2 separate regions of the Mus musculus genome follow, and region 1 is linked to region 2. A link is a contact called in public Hi-C data. All regions are on one chromosome and are shown on one strand. Each heading gives the region's core, a stretch centred on a gene start, on an enhancer-like site or on the middle of the called end of the contact. The rest is flanking DNA. Distances are from core to core; before and after follow the strand shown.

Evidence for each region. Hi-C and Micro-C count contacts between places; a contact is called where the count stands out from the background.
Region 1: a Hi-C map of Th1 cells shows a contact between it and region 2, with 2.7 times the contacts expected there. The contact joins two enhancer-like sites. A contact is called at or near these places in 2 of 484 Hi-C or Micro-C datasets (Th1 cells and pre-B cells) and 1 of 115 datasets of contacts at active chromatin or transcription factors (memory CD8 T cells).

The regions. Positions count from the first base shown.
Region 1 is chr11:88,428,823-88,435,424 of GRCm38.p6, forward strand. The region is part of intron 7 of Msi2 (musashi RNA-binding protein 2); the gene reads right to left. It also overlaps the pseudogene Gm11510. Among named protein-coding and RNA genes, the nearest start is that of Mir378b, 79 kb to the left of the region's middle. Within about 2 kb of position 1,654, at least 40 of the 459 cell types and tissues checked have an H3K27ac peak or open chromatin away from gene starts, as enhancers often do. A contact at or near this core is called in Th1 cells and memory CD8 T cells, where this site is marked.
Region 2 is chr11:87,962,671-87,969,662 of GRCm38.p6, forward strand. No RefSeq gene overlaps it. Among named protein-coding and RNA genes, the nearest start is that of Dynll2, 21 kb to the right of the region's middle. RefSeq lists an enhancer at 2,891-3,935. Within about 2 kb of position 3,626, at least 82 of the 459 cell types and tissues checked have an H3K27ac peak or open chromatin away from gene starts, as enhancers often do. A contact at or near this core is called in Th1 cells and memory CD8 T cells, where this site is marked.

The sequences.
Region 1 (6,602 bases), core at 404-2,903, 460 kb after region 2:
AACGCGAGCTCCTGTTATCACACTGGAGAGAGGCCGCCGTTCCTTTATGAGGATTCGGTACCTGACACTGCTTAGAAGAAGTGGCTGCTAGCTGAGCCTGGAAAAATACCTCAGCTAGGAGATGTAGCTCAGCTGGTAGAGTGCTTGCTCAACATTACAAAGCCTATGGTTTGATTCCCCAGCGCCACATACAATTGGGTGTACACTGGGTACGGTGGCACAAGCCTTTAATCCCAGCATTCCAGAGGCAGAGGTGGGTGGATCTCTTGTAAGCTCAGGACCAGCCTGGTCTACACAGCACTCCATTCCACTCCAGCCTGAGCTATACACAGCGAGATACAAACACCAAAATAACTCCTATAGCTACCAATCGGTGCTGTCTCTGTTGGTATGGGCTGTACCCCTGGGGTGACAAACCTGTCACTAGACCCAAAGCCACTGCCTGCCCTGTCCTGGGAATCACAGGTGTCTAGGCATGAAAGGGACTAAATGTTATCTCAGTTCTAGCCATCCAAATTGCTTTAACCTGACCCAGTGATAGCACTTCAGACTCTTCCCTTTTCATAACGAAGCAGGCATCCTGACTGGGCAACAAACAAGGGAGCCATGGAAGCCAAGGCTAGAAGAGCCCTGGCAGGCTGAGGTGGGAAAAGGGCCAGGCATGGGATCCAGGCCCCATCTAGGGTTTGTGGAAGCTGGGGGCCAAGACAAACACTGAAATTGGGACTTGGGTCAGGGGTCTGGGTGAAGCCCTGAGTCAGAAACAGAAAAGCAGTCTGCCAGGAAAACACTAATAGATTAATGCTTTCTTCCCTGAGGACAGTAGAGTCAGGGACTTTGACAACTACCACGGGGACAGCAAAATGTAAAGGCAATAGCAAATACAGAGCTGTAAATACAGACTGGCTTCTGCCAGGCCCAAGGGAAAAGACAGAGAAGACAGTTGGCTGTGGGCCTTCTGTATGTGGGGTTTTTTGGTTATGTCTTATTTTTATTTCGGGTGTGTTTTGCCTGCATGTATGTCTGGATACCGGGTGTGTGAAGCACCCCGGAGGACAGTAGAGGGCGGTGTAACTCCTGGCACCAGAGGTACAGAGAAGGTCGTGAGCTGGGAATCAAACCTGGGTCCTCTGGAAGAGCAACCAGTGCTCTGACCATTGTGCTATCTCTCTACCTCTGTATGTTTGTTTTTATTTGGGGGCCTGTGATTGCCAAAAGCACCTCCCCCTACCCTTGGCCCCACGCTGGGGACTGAACACGCTAGGCACGTGCTCTACAGCTATGCTCCCAGCCGAAGAGCTAGCTAGCTCTTCCATTTGTAGGAAACTAAGGGGCAGAAGCCTGGGTTTTGTGTTCAGAGGTGGCTTTATAGTATGGATTTGAAATGGCTGCCAAAGGCTTTGATTTGAACGCTTGCTCCACAGCTTGTGTTCCTATTGTGATAGCCATGGGGTCTGTAGTGAGTAAAGGCCTGGCGGCTTCCTAGGGCTGGACCTCTAAAGGTTACCTGCCCCTAGCTCCAGCTACCTCTGTCATCTTAATTCTGCCCACTGTTATGGGAGCAAGTCTCTCCCACCACCCTATACTAAGTTAGACTCAGCACATCCTCCCTGGGACCACGAATCCCTTTGATTCTGAGTCAAAACAACCTTGCCCAGCTTACATCATTTTCGCTTACATCATTTCCTTCATGTGTTTGGTTACCGTGAGGGGAGAAGCTGCTATAGGAGCGTTAAAGATCTCAGACTCACAGACCAGCAACCTCTGTTTTCTTGTCCACAGGTGGAAGGTTCCTCTGAGCGCCCGTACAGTTACAGAAGGGTTACATGTGCTGGCACACTCGGGCTTGACTCAGTTCCCAGCCCTCTTCCTCCGCTGCCCCTGCCCCTTTCATCCCTCGCTGGAGATCTGTTGCCCTGACACACTCGCTGCCTTAAAGAAATTATTTCATCATTTGGCCCAGTGGGAGAAGAGTTCCAGAAAATGGCTACCTTCCCCAGGGAGTGACTTATAGTTCTCAAGATTGAGACACCTTCCTCTCCAACCAAACTGAGAAGATTAGAGAGGGGGAGATGGGTCTCAGGATGTCTTGATGGCTGGCATGGCACTGCCCTTGACTAGTAGGGAGAAGCTGCCAACGCCACCAGCAGGCTGCAGGGTATACCTAAGGGCCAGGTGTGACAGCAAGGCCTGACCTTCTACCAGGAGCCACCACCACCTCCCATCTTCCACAGGAATCGGTCGGTTCCACAGTCCTGAGAGCTGTCAGTCAGGGGACAACAGAGCTTTCCCTGACTTGAAAAATCACAGCATGCAGCTAAGCCACGGTGTGGCCATTCGGCCTGCCTGGCCTTAGAGGCCAGTAACTTCAATTTATTTGTGTCTGGGGCCTTAAGGAACCTCAGCTGTCATCCTTCCCTTAGTTTATTACCAAATTTCTAAAATATTACATTCTTTATTATATCCAAATTCACTTTATTGCACTTGACAATACAGATAATCACATACCATATGGTCTAATGTTTTCAAACCAATGCATGTTGACAGCAGTTTTTATTCATGATGCATAATTCCATCCCGAGCACACAATGAGGCATCTGAGTACCCAGCCTGGTGGTAAGACTTATGCCTAATAACAGATTAACAACATGCGCGGTTCCCAGACACCGGCCCCTCCCCTGCCATTCTCTACTTACAAAGGGAATGATGATATACCTGAGCTGAAGAGGCGGGCTTATGGGAGGAGGGGGAGAGAGAAAAGGGAGGGAAGGGAAAGAGGCAGCCATACCCACCCACCATTCCCAGAGGGTTTCTAATGAGTTGTTATTGTTCCATGCTTATGAAACTTGATATTAAAAAGAGGACTTGGTCTGGTGCCAACTAAACACAGCAGCCCACGCTGCTGGCCCCTGAAAACTCACAGCACGATATGCCCAAAGCTCTCATTAGGGGTCTATCTTGTTTTGACTCTTGTCTTGCTACAAGCAAATCTTCGTTACTCCTCTACCTTGGTGAGGCCCTCTCTCTCACCTCCCCTGGGCATCCCTTCTGTTCTCCAATCAGCCCCGAGCTTTCTGGTAAAATGAACACAGTTGAGGATGGCACCCAATCCTGGCCTTTCGGCAGCTCTCCCACAGAAAGGCCAGGCTGCCACATCCAATTCAGAGGCTCCCTCGGTGGCATCCTGGCGCTGGGAGTGATGGGAGCGAGGAGAGGATAACGCATCAATGATCCTCCGGCTTTGCGGAGGTGCCCTGAACAAACAATGCCATTTCACGCGTCCCCTAACTAAGCGCTTTCGTTTGCTTCAGAGAAGCACTCAAACAACTGTAAACCCATTAGGTCATGTCAAACGTGGTGAGAAAGAACTCAGGGCTGTCACCAGCAGCGAATCAACTCAGATTTATAGATTTGCAAAGCTTTAATATATAGATATTCATCTCTACACCCCCACCCCGACGATGGATGTGGGGACCCCAAGTGGGGCTGTAAGAACAGCAGCCCACAGTTCAGTGGCAGACAGACTGGAGTTGTGCAATTAGTCTCCCAGATAATGGGATTTCTGGACAGGGGAGCAGAGATGCTACAAGGAAAGCCAGGGCTTCACTTTGCCCAACACTTGGCTGTTTTTTTTTTTTTTTTTTTTTTTTTTTGAAGGTAGAAAAGAAACCACCAAGAGGCCCTGGAGGATCCAGGCACCTGCAGGGGACAGAAGCCCCACAGGACCAAGATGAGGCTGGTGCTAAGGATGCAGACTCACTGATGGTGAAGGAGGGCCGAAGGCTGCTCACCCTATGTCCAGATGTGATTCTGAGCAGTTTAGGCTTTAACTCTTTCACAAGAAAAATCCAACTCTCCTTCTGGGCTTACACTCTGACTATTTTTTTCTTTCTTTCTTTTCTTTTTTTTTTTTTTTTCTAGACAGGGTTTCTCTGTGTAGCCCTGGCTGTCCTGGAACTCACTCTGTAGACCAGGCTGGCCTCGAATTCAGAAATCCGCCTGCCTCTGCCTCCCAAAAGCTGGGATTAAAGGCGTCTGCCACCCCTGCCCGGCACACTCTGACTCTTAGGTACGTGTTCTCTCTTTCATTTTCTGTCTTTTTTCTTTTCTTTTTTTTTTAACAAGAGCACAAATCTACTTTTATTTATTTACTCTCCATTAGTTTAAATCTGGGATGGGTACAGCATCACAAGGATTCTGTGTCCAATGGCCTCTGCAGGAAGGTTGCTTCGGAATTTGGTGCCAACTGTACCACTGCTTCCGTGGGCCCGAGGTATTTTTCCCCAGATCGCTCTGGTTTTGTTTGGTTTGCCTGCAGGAGCCACTGTATTGTTTTTTGTTTTTTTTGCTTTCTATACACTTAAGCACATCTCTTGCCCAAGTAGTACTCAGTTTCATCTCGGGCATAAACGCCTCCAATTTTTGTTTGTTTGTTTGTTTGTTTGTTTTTTTCGAGACAGGGTTTCTCTGTATAGCCCTGGCTGTCCTGGAGCTCACTTTGTAGACCAGGCTGGCCTTGAACTCAGAAATCTGCCTGCCTCTGCCTCCCGAGTGCTGGGATTAAAGGCGTGCGCCACCATGCCCGGCTGAAACGCCTCCAATTTTAAGAAGAGCCGTGTGCTCTTTTTGGTTTCAGAGACCTCGCTTGTAGCCAGCAAAAATGGCCTTGCACCAACCACAGCCTTCCAGACAGATTTGCTTTTAGAAGTCCTGTTCCCAGCAGGCCTCCACAGATGCCAAGATGGCAGAAAGATGTTTTCTGTCTCTGAAACACCTCCAGCAGGTGGGGACTCCTGTATCACAAGATTGGGAATATTTTTGCTATGTTCTTATCTCTTGCTTGTATATCACATACCAAGTATGTCAGTAAATACTTGGTAACTAAGTGAGTACTACAGAGATCAAATCTTAAAAGATGTAATTTCATTAAAAAAAAAATCCTGGGTTGGAGAGATGGCTCAGCAGTTAAGAGCACTGCTCTTCTGGAGGTCATGAGTTCAAATCCCAGCAACTACATGGTGGCTCACAACCATCTGAAATGCGATCGGATGCCCTCTTCTGGTGTGTTTGAAGACAGCCTCAGTATACTTATGTATAATAATAAATAAATCTTTAATAAAAAATCCACTTGAAACACTGAGATGGTTGGAGCCAGGTTGGGCTTTCCTAACACAAGATCTACCCTGACTCTGCAAGGTTGCCCTTGGTCCCACCTCTCTCCCTGTTCTGAGCTCTATTCTTTTCTGCACACTACTAAGGAAAGAGATGAGAACCCCCTCACCACTCTTCAAAGATGGCTTGCTGAAGAGTGGCCCGTTTTGAGGCCCGAGGACATTCTTTATGCCTAGGCTCAGTCTTGGTCACCTCACTCACAGCCACCTAGAGTCAAAGCAGCAATTTCTGGGGTCCCCTCATGGGGTGCTCTCTCAAGATCCCGATGTTGCCAGGGCTTTCTCCTTCCTCTAGTCTGCTCTGGCTTCTTTCAGTCTGTCTTTGGTAACTATCCTGGTCACCAGTCTCAAGTGGTTTTCTGTGCCACTGTCTCCCTTAACCTGGATTTTCTGGAATGGGGGATGACACTCTCCATGAGACCTGAGCAATATGGAGAAGCAGACACTTAACTGGACATCACCTTACACAGTCCCTGAGGCTCTTTTGGCAGATCCACCAAGCACAATGCTTCAAGAAAACTGATTCTGCTGAAACTCGGGGCATCGTGTTAACCATCACTGTCCTCTCAGGCTGCCCAACCCGCATCTGTTTATCTCTCTGCAGTATAAACACCGGCTGTAACCCGATTATATAAAAAATGCTCATTCTGGCCTTAGAAAAGATGAAGTGTGTTTATTCCTATAAATAAACATTAATTGGGCATCTATGATGTGGAAGAAACTTGCCTGGGCTCTCAGGTTAAGATGGAGAAGATCCAGCTCTGCCCCCACGGCTGAAAGGGCCCCTACGTGATGTATATGAGCTCTTGCCAGCCTGGCTCACCACCCTACCCAACTCCTCATCAGTGCAGCCTCCAGCAGGATGACTGGCTTTGGAAGATGATCTCTAGTCTGTCTCTTTTCCTTGCAAGTGGATTTTCTTTTCTAATATCAAGTCCGCCATGAGCAGACATCCAGGAACAGAATGTCTGAGAGTTTCCACTGCTGTGATACAAAATTCAAAAGCAACTGGGGGAGGGAAGGGTTTATTTCAGTTTACAGCTTGTAGGCCATCGTCTAAGAGGCCAGGCAGGAACTAATGCAGAGGCCATGGCGGGAGACTGCTTATGGTTTGCATTCTTATACACCCAACCCCAGAACCATCTGCCCATGGGTGACAACACCCACAGTGGGCTGGGCCTTCCCACACCTATCATTCTTTAATTAAAATAAATAAATAAACAAATAAATAAACAAAGTATCATAGGCTTGTCAACAGGACAGTCTAGTGGAGGGCATTTTTTCCATTTCAGTCCCCTCTTCCCAAATGACTTTAGCTTGTATGAAGTCGACATAAAGCTAGCTAGCGCAGCCCAAACGTGAAATTCAGAAAAGGGGGCCCAGGCTGCTTCTGCAATCTCACAATGACTTTCCTCAGCTTCCACCCCGAGC
Region 2 (6,992 bases), core at 2,376-4,875:
GGTGTCTCCAACATCTTGGGGTCTCCAAAGCAATCCAGGCTTCAACCTTCACAGTTTCACACAACGGCCTCTCTAGACCTCCAGACGGGGACGCCGCTGACACATGCCTGGCCTCAGCAGCTCTCCTTAGTCACGGAGGGAGATTTCATAACCCTTTCTTCTGCCTTTTTTTTTTTTTAAAGATATATTTATTTATTTATTTAATGTAAGTACACTGTAGCTGTCTTCAGACACTCCAGAAGAGGGAGTCAGATCTCTTTACGGATGGTTTTGAGCCACCATGTGGTTGCTGGGATTTGAACTCAGGACCTTTGGAAGATCAGTCAGTGCTCTTACCGGCTGAGCCATCTCACCAGCCCCTTTCTTCTGCCTTTGACTCTAAAGCCAGAACCGCATGGCCCAAGCTGCCAAGTTCTGCTGCTTTCTGGACCTGGAACACGGCCTTTGTTCCTGTTACATAGTCACCAGCTTTCTGTTTTCTATGGTTTCCTTCACTGCCTAAGCATGGGTGTTCTGGAGTTCACTCTGCAGACTGGGCTGGCCTTGAACTTAAAGATCCTTCAGCCTCTGCCTTTAGAGTGCTGGGACTAAAAGCATGCACCACCTTGCCTGAACCTAAGCTAAGCTTTTCTTCAGTTCCTTCTCACAGGTTGGAAGCTTAGCTGGGTGGGGTCTTCCCCCAAAATCACGACCCTCCTTATTCCGTTTAATACCAGGCTTTTCTTTGGTCCGTTTATCTCCTTGAACACAGGACTTCGCTGCATTCCACTTCCCGGGGGCCCCTTTTCTCCTTAGATTGTACATTTTTAATCTTTTTTTGTTCAGTTGACTCCTTTTTATTATAGATCCTCATCAGAATGAGCACTGATAACCACATGACACAGTCAATACTTTGCTTTTTTGAGTTTTCCTCTGGTGATGCAATTAATCCAAAACTCTTCACTTAAGCCTCAGGCAGACTAAAAGGTGGACAAGGGTAGAAAGCAGCCACATTCTTTGCCAAAATATCACAGGAATAGTTTCTCAGCCACATATTAATATTCTTCCCCTCTGAAACCTCTCACACCAGGCTCCGGTAGTTCAAATCTCCATCAGCACCAGTATCTTCCATATTCCTGCTGGGATGGCCCAGTAAGCCCCGTTTAAAGCATTCCACTGCTTTCCTAGTCCAAAGTCCCAAAGTCCACATTCCTCCAAACAAACGCACTATCAAGCCTATCACAGCAATACCTCACTTCTAGAACCAATTTCTGCCTTTAAAAAAAAAAAAGATTTATTTATTTATTTATTTTACGTATGTGAGTACACTGTAGCTGTCTTCAGACAACACCAGAAGAGGACATCAGATCCCATTACAGATGGTTGTGAGCCACCATGTGGTTGCTGGGGATTGAACTCAGGACCTCTGGAAGAGCAGTCAGTGCTCTCAACCGCTGAGCCACCTCTCCAGCTCCTGAATTTCTGTCTTTTATTAGGTTTTATTGCTGTGATATTGCATAACCAGGGTAACTCTTATAAAATGAACCATGCCGTACACCTTTAATCCCAGCACTTGGGAGGCAGAGGCAGGCAGATTTCTGAGTTCAAGGCCAGCCTGGTCTACAGAGTGAGTTCCAGGATAGCCAGGGCTACACAGAGAAACCCTGTCTCAAAAAAAAAAAAAAAAAAAAAAAAAAAAAAAACACAAAATAAATAAATAAATAAATAAATAAATAAATAAATAAATAAAATGAACCTTTATATTGAAGTTGGTTTACAGTTTCAGAGGTCCAGTCCATTGTCACCATGGTGGGAAGCATGGCAGCGTGCAGGCAGGCATGGTGCTAGAGAGGTACCTGAGAGTTCTACATCTTAATCCATAGGCAGCAGAAGTGAATGCCACACTAAGCCTAGCATGAGTATCTAAGACTTCAAAGCCTGCCCCAACAGTGACACACTTCCTCCAACAAGGCCACACCTTCTAATAGTGCTAGCCCCTATGGGCAAGCATTCAAACACGTATTCAAACCACCACAGCTGAAGGGAGTCTCTGTGGCCTGCTCTAGGACAAAAATATCACATAGACAAAAGACCTGTCTTCTCTCCCAAAGCTTTAGTGACAATGCCACAGTCTCTAGACCTTAACTGGAGACCACAGCATGGATAGACAGTGACAGAGACAAAGCACCTCACAGCTTATCTGAAGGAGGAGCAGGACTCTGCCTTGTGGAGAGCTGGCTGGTGGCTTCCCACTGTCTCTGTCTCCGCTCTCCCTGGGAAGCCGTCTTATAGTTAGTTACTGATGGAGCCCATCTCCCTGAACCAGCTAGACACAAGGCAAAAGGAGGTGCCTTTGAGGATAGGGACCGAAGGGACAGTCTAAAGACACTCATCTCCCAAAGTGCCTGAACTTTCTGCTGTCCAAGGTCATCCTTCGATCTAAGATTTCAGGCCCCCAGATTCCTGAAACTCTCATTTACTTTGTCTTTCTGTTTGTTTTTCTTTGGAGTCTTTTGAGACAGGATCTCCCTGTCTTGGTACGTACGTAGCACTGCTGGCCTGGAACTCACTATGTAGACCAGGCTGCCCTTGACCTCTGCAGGAAAGCTGCAATCCTGGGCTGTGGATCACTTACACTGTCTCTCTGGGCTCCTCACTGGACCCCAGCTGGGCCTGCTTGCTCTAGATGTTTTGAGTCAAACAAAACTACAAAATAGTGATCAGGCAACGCATGGACACTCGAGAGAGGGTGGGAGGGGCCACGATAGATCAGGATTGGAGACAGAGGCAGCTCATTAGCCACACTCAGAAGAGAAAAACAGTGTGGCTTTAATCTCTTGATTAAATTAGGGAGGAAATGGGTCTGGGTGGTGAGAAATCACATGGGGAAGTGGGTTAAGTGAGATGATACAGAGCTGTGTGCCAGGAAATGAGAGAAAGGAAACAGACAGACAGAGACTGAGACAGAGGCAGAGAGAGAGAGAAACTGGGAGGGAGACAGAGAGAGGCCCTGCAGAAGCCCATGGGAAAGAGAGCAGTTTAGTCAAACATGACAAATTCTATATGAGGAGTTGGAGGGGACACCAGGGAGCCATTGAGGCTTCTGGAACTATCCAGGCACAGAGAGGGAGGATTGCCTGACTTATCACCTGAGGCACAGGCTAGCTGGAGACACAGATGATCAGCACCTGGTTCTCTACACAAAATGCCTCCCTTAGAGTGTCCCTGAGCCCCAAAGGCCCTAAGGGGAAGGAACCCCCAGGGACAGGGTCTTGTGTTTGCTTGGAGAGGCTGTGGGAGTGTTAGGAAGAATTCAAAGCTGTGGTAAGCATCCTGCAACGGGGACCACGGTAGGGAATGGTCTATTCCTGGTGCTGAATACATCTACCTGTAGTCAGAACTACACACACTGCACACCAAGTATGTGATACAACGGCTAGAGACGGGGCAGAGGCAGGAAGACCCTAGTTCAAAACCTGGCTCTGCCTCCCATTGTGAGCTCTTAATGTCTGTAAAGTATCAATGACAAGATCTATACCCTGGTTTGCTGCAAGGATTAAAATAATGATAATGTCTATAAAAGATAACTTGGCTGTACATCCCCGCCCCTTCCGGCATCTGTGCAGTCCCGCATGACTATGAGACTCCTCCCATCACAGAGGCTCCTCCCACCACCGTTGGTCTGTTTCTCATCCTGCCCTTGAGGTGGTGGCTTGCACTAGCAAAGAGTAAAATGTTTCTAGAACAGCCTTGAAGAACGATGACAGCTGGCTTCTTAGGAGTGCGTGCTCCTAGAAGCAAGCCCAGGCTGGTCCGCCAGCTGATGAGAGACACGTGGCCCAGTTACCTAGGCCGCTCCAATCAACAGCCAGCAAACTCAGCAGTCTGCAGACTGGTGCCTCCCCAGCAGACCTCCCTCGCCTCAGGCCAACCTCAGAAACAGAGGGAACAGCTGCTGGTGTAAGGTATACGGTAAGATCCCGTTGATAGGTTCAGACTTCCACACAAGATGAAGAGTCGCCAACAGCCTTATCTTCTTGTCGAGCAATCAAAATAACAAGGCAAGAATCTGGGCACTGCGGGGAAGGCTAACGGATGACCACAACTGAGAGACAGGAAAATAAACAATGAGAGTCCCACCGTCCTGCCTAGGTGCGGATGAGGGGCAGCTAAGGAAGCCAAGGATTACTGAGCTCTGGAGAGTTAAACAGAGGCCAGAGGACCAACCAAGGTGGCCAACTGCTGGAGAGCTGAGTGCCACGTAGAGAGCAAGCCCCAGAGGTGTGCAGGGCCTCCGCTCTGGTATTCAACAGGACATTGATCAGTACATGTGTGTAACAAAACTATCTGACGCCCGAGAAAGGCGAGAGAGCCATAGCCACGTATTTCCTGCCTAGAGCCAGAAATAAGAGTGAGGGTGAGTATCCTTCCAAGCCTGCCTAATGAAAGCAAGGCCTGGAAGGACCAGACTGTTACCAGATAAGTGAGTAAGGGGGGACCTGAGTTCACTCCTCAGGATCCACGTTAATAAAAAATGGGACATGGTGACTTGGGTTTGTAACCCCAGCACCAGGCAAACCTCGTCAGGAGAGCTCCAGGCCAGTGAAAGATCTTGTCTCAAAAATCACAGTGGACGGACCGTAGAGATGGCTCAGTGGTTAAGAGCACTGACTGCTCTTCCAGAGGTCCTAAGTTCAATTCCCAGAAACCACATGGTGGCTCACAACCATCTGTGATGGGATCCAATGACCTCTTCTGGTGTATCTGAAGACAACTACAGTGTACTCCTATAAATAAAATAAGTACATCTTTTTAAAAAATCACAGTGGACGTTTCTTGAAGATAACCCCAGAGGTTAACCTCTGACCTCCACATGCACACACATAAAGTAAAAATACAGATGCAGTGCTCAGCAAATAACACATTCAATAAGTTACATTTCCACCCTTGCAAAAGCCTAGACAAAATGGCTTTTCCTAGCTGCACATCCGCTTAAGACTGTGGTTTAAAAGCCAAAACAGAGCGTTCAGGAGAGCATAATTTTCCAGGCTCTGGGAGTGGTTTTTAACACAAGAGTTCTGGTTCCAGCATGGCCTTGCCACCTGCGGCTCAGGTCAACCAAACCTCTCCGGCTCTGTGCTGCAGTATTCCTTCAGACCAGAAGATGGCGCTGCTTCTCCACGGGTATTCAAGTACATTCACGTTTTGAAGCTTGAGGGTTTGAGGGTTTGCATACCCAGGACAATGGTGCTTGCTAGGTAAAGCGAAACACAACGGAGGATGTGACCTCGTTTTCGAGAACCTTACATTGGAGTCATTACGAAATATGAAACTAGAACTTCTCCGGGTAGAAACGTCAGAAAGTGCTAGCTGCTGTAAAAACTTTCCTTCCAAAAGCCTAAGCTACTTTCCACAAGGCACACAGAGACCAAAACATTTTTTTTTTCAGGAGCTGGAGGGATGGCTCAGTGGTCAAGGCTGGCGGAGGATGAGAGTTCAGTTCTCAGCATTCACATAAGGCAATTCACGACCACCTGTAACTCCAGTTCCAATTCGGAAGTTTAGTCCATTATCATCATGACAGGCAGCATGCGGACAGACACGGTGCTGGAGGAGGAGGAGGAGGAGGAGGAGGAGGAGGAGGAGGAGGAGGAGGAGGAGGAGGAGGAGGAGGAGGAGGAGGAGGAGGACGAGGAGGAGGAGGAGGAGGAGGAGGACGAGGAGGAGGAGGAGGAGGAGGAGGTGAGAGGTCTACATCTGGATCCGTAGGCAACGGGAAGAGATGGTGAGCCACTAAGACTGGATGGAGCTTCTGACATCTCAAAGCCCCCCCGCCCCCCCCCGCCTCCCCCGCCCCCCCCCCGCCCCCAAGTAACACACCTCCTCCAGGGAGGCCACGCCTACTCCACCAAGGCCACACCTCTCAATAGTACGAGTCCCTAGGAGCCTCTGGGGCCATTTTCATTCAAACTCCCACACAACTGCAGATGGAAACCTAAACGTTAACCCAAATGTCTAGGGTTCTGTCCAAACGTTACAATTCCTACTTAGAAACCGGGTCTTAAAAGAAGTAGCAGGAAACCGAATCTGGCCCAGGGCAGGTGCTCTCGGGACATTTGCTAAAATGAGTGAAAGTTTCTCCTGCGTGTCACTCCACAACGCAATGGTTTCCATCTCCACTTTACAGGTGAGAAACCCAAGATTGTCCATAGGGGCCTGACTCAAACTTTGAACCTTTCTTTGTTTAAATGTAGGTGTGCTCTGTCTACCTGCCAGAAGAGGGCATCAGATCCCGTTTCAGAAGGTCATGAGCCACCAAGAGGTTGCTGGGAATGAACTCAGGACCTCTAGAAGAACAGCCAGAACGGTTGAGCTCCTGATCCAAACTTTAAACAGCCCAGAGGCAACACCCAGCCAGGCACGACCAGGTGTGATGGGCGTGCCCCTAATCTCAGCTTTTAGGAGATAACAGCCTTGCCCTCAGGTACACAGGTACTAGGAAGTGTTGGCACGTCCAGTGTTCATAACCAGTTGCATAAATAGTAACTAGTATGCATCTATATAACCATGAGGGCACTTTAAGGGAGATAAATGTGGCTTAAGGAATGAGGGTTTTTCACTGAATGTGTGCTGCTTTTACACATATGGTAGAAACGGTGAAAGACCTTTGTTGCAGAACTTATTGCCGGGCAGTGGTGGCGCATGCCTTTAATCCCAGCACTTGGGAGGCAGAGGCAGGTGGATTTCTGAGTTTGAGGCCAGCCTGGTCTACAGAGTAGTCCCAGGACAGCCAGGGCTATACAGAGAAACCCTGTCTCAAAAAAACAAAAAACAAAAAACAAAAAAAAAAAAAAAAGAAAAGAAAAGAAAGAGAGAAAGAAATTATTTAATCCCAACCCGGAGTTTCTACCCTGCATTTAACCCATTAGTTCCCAGATAAAAGAAACAGACACACACTGCCTTTATATTTACAATAAGCCTTAAACAGCACAAGAGATGGACAGTTGCCTACC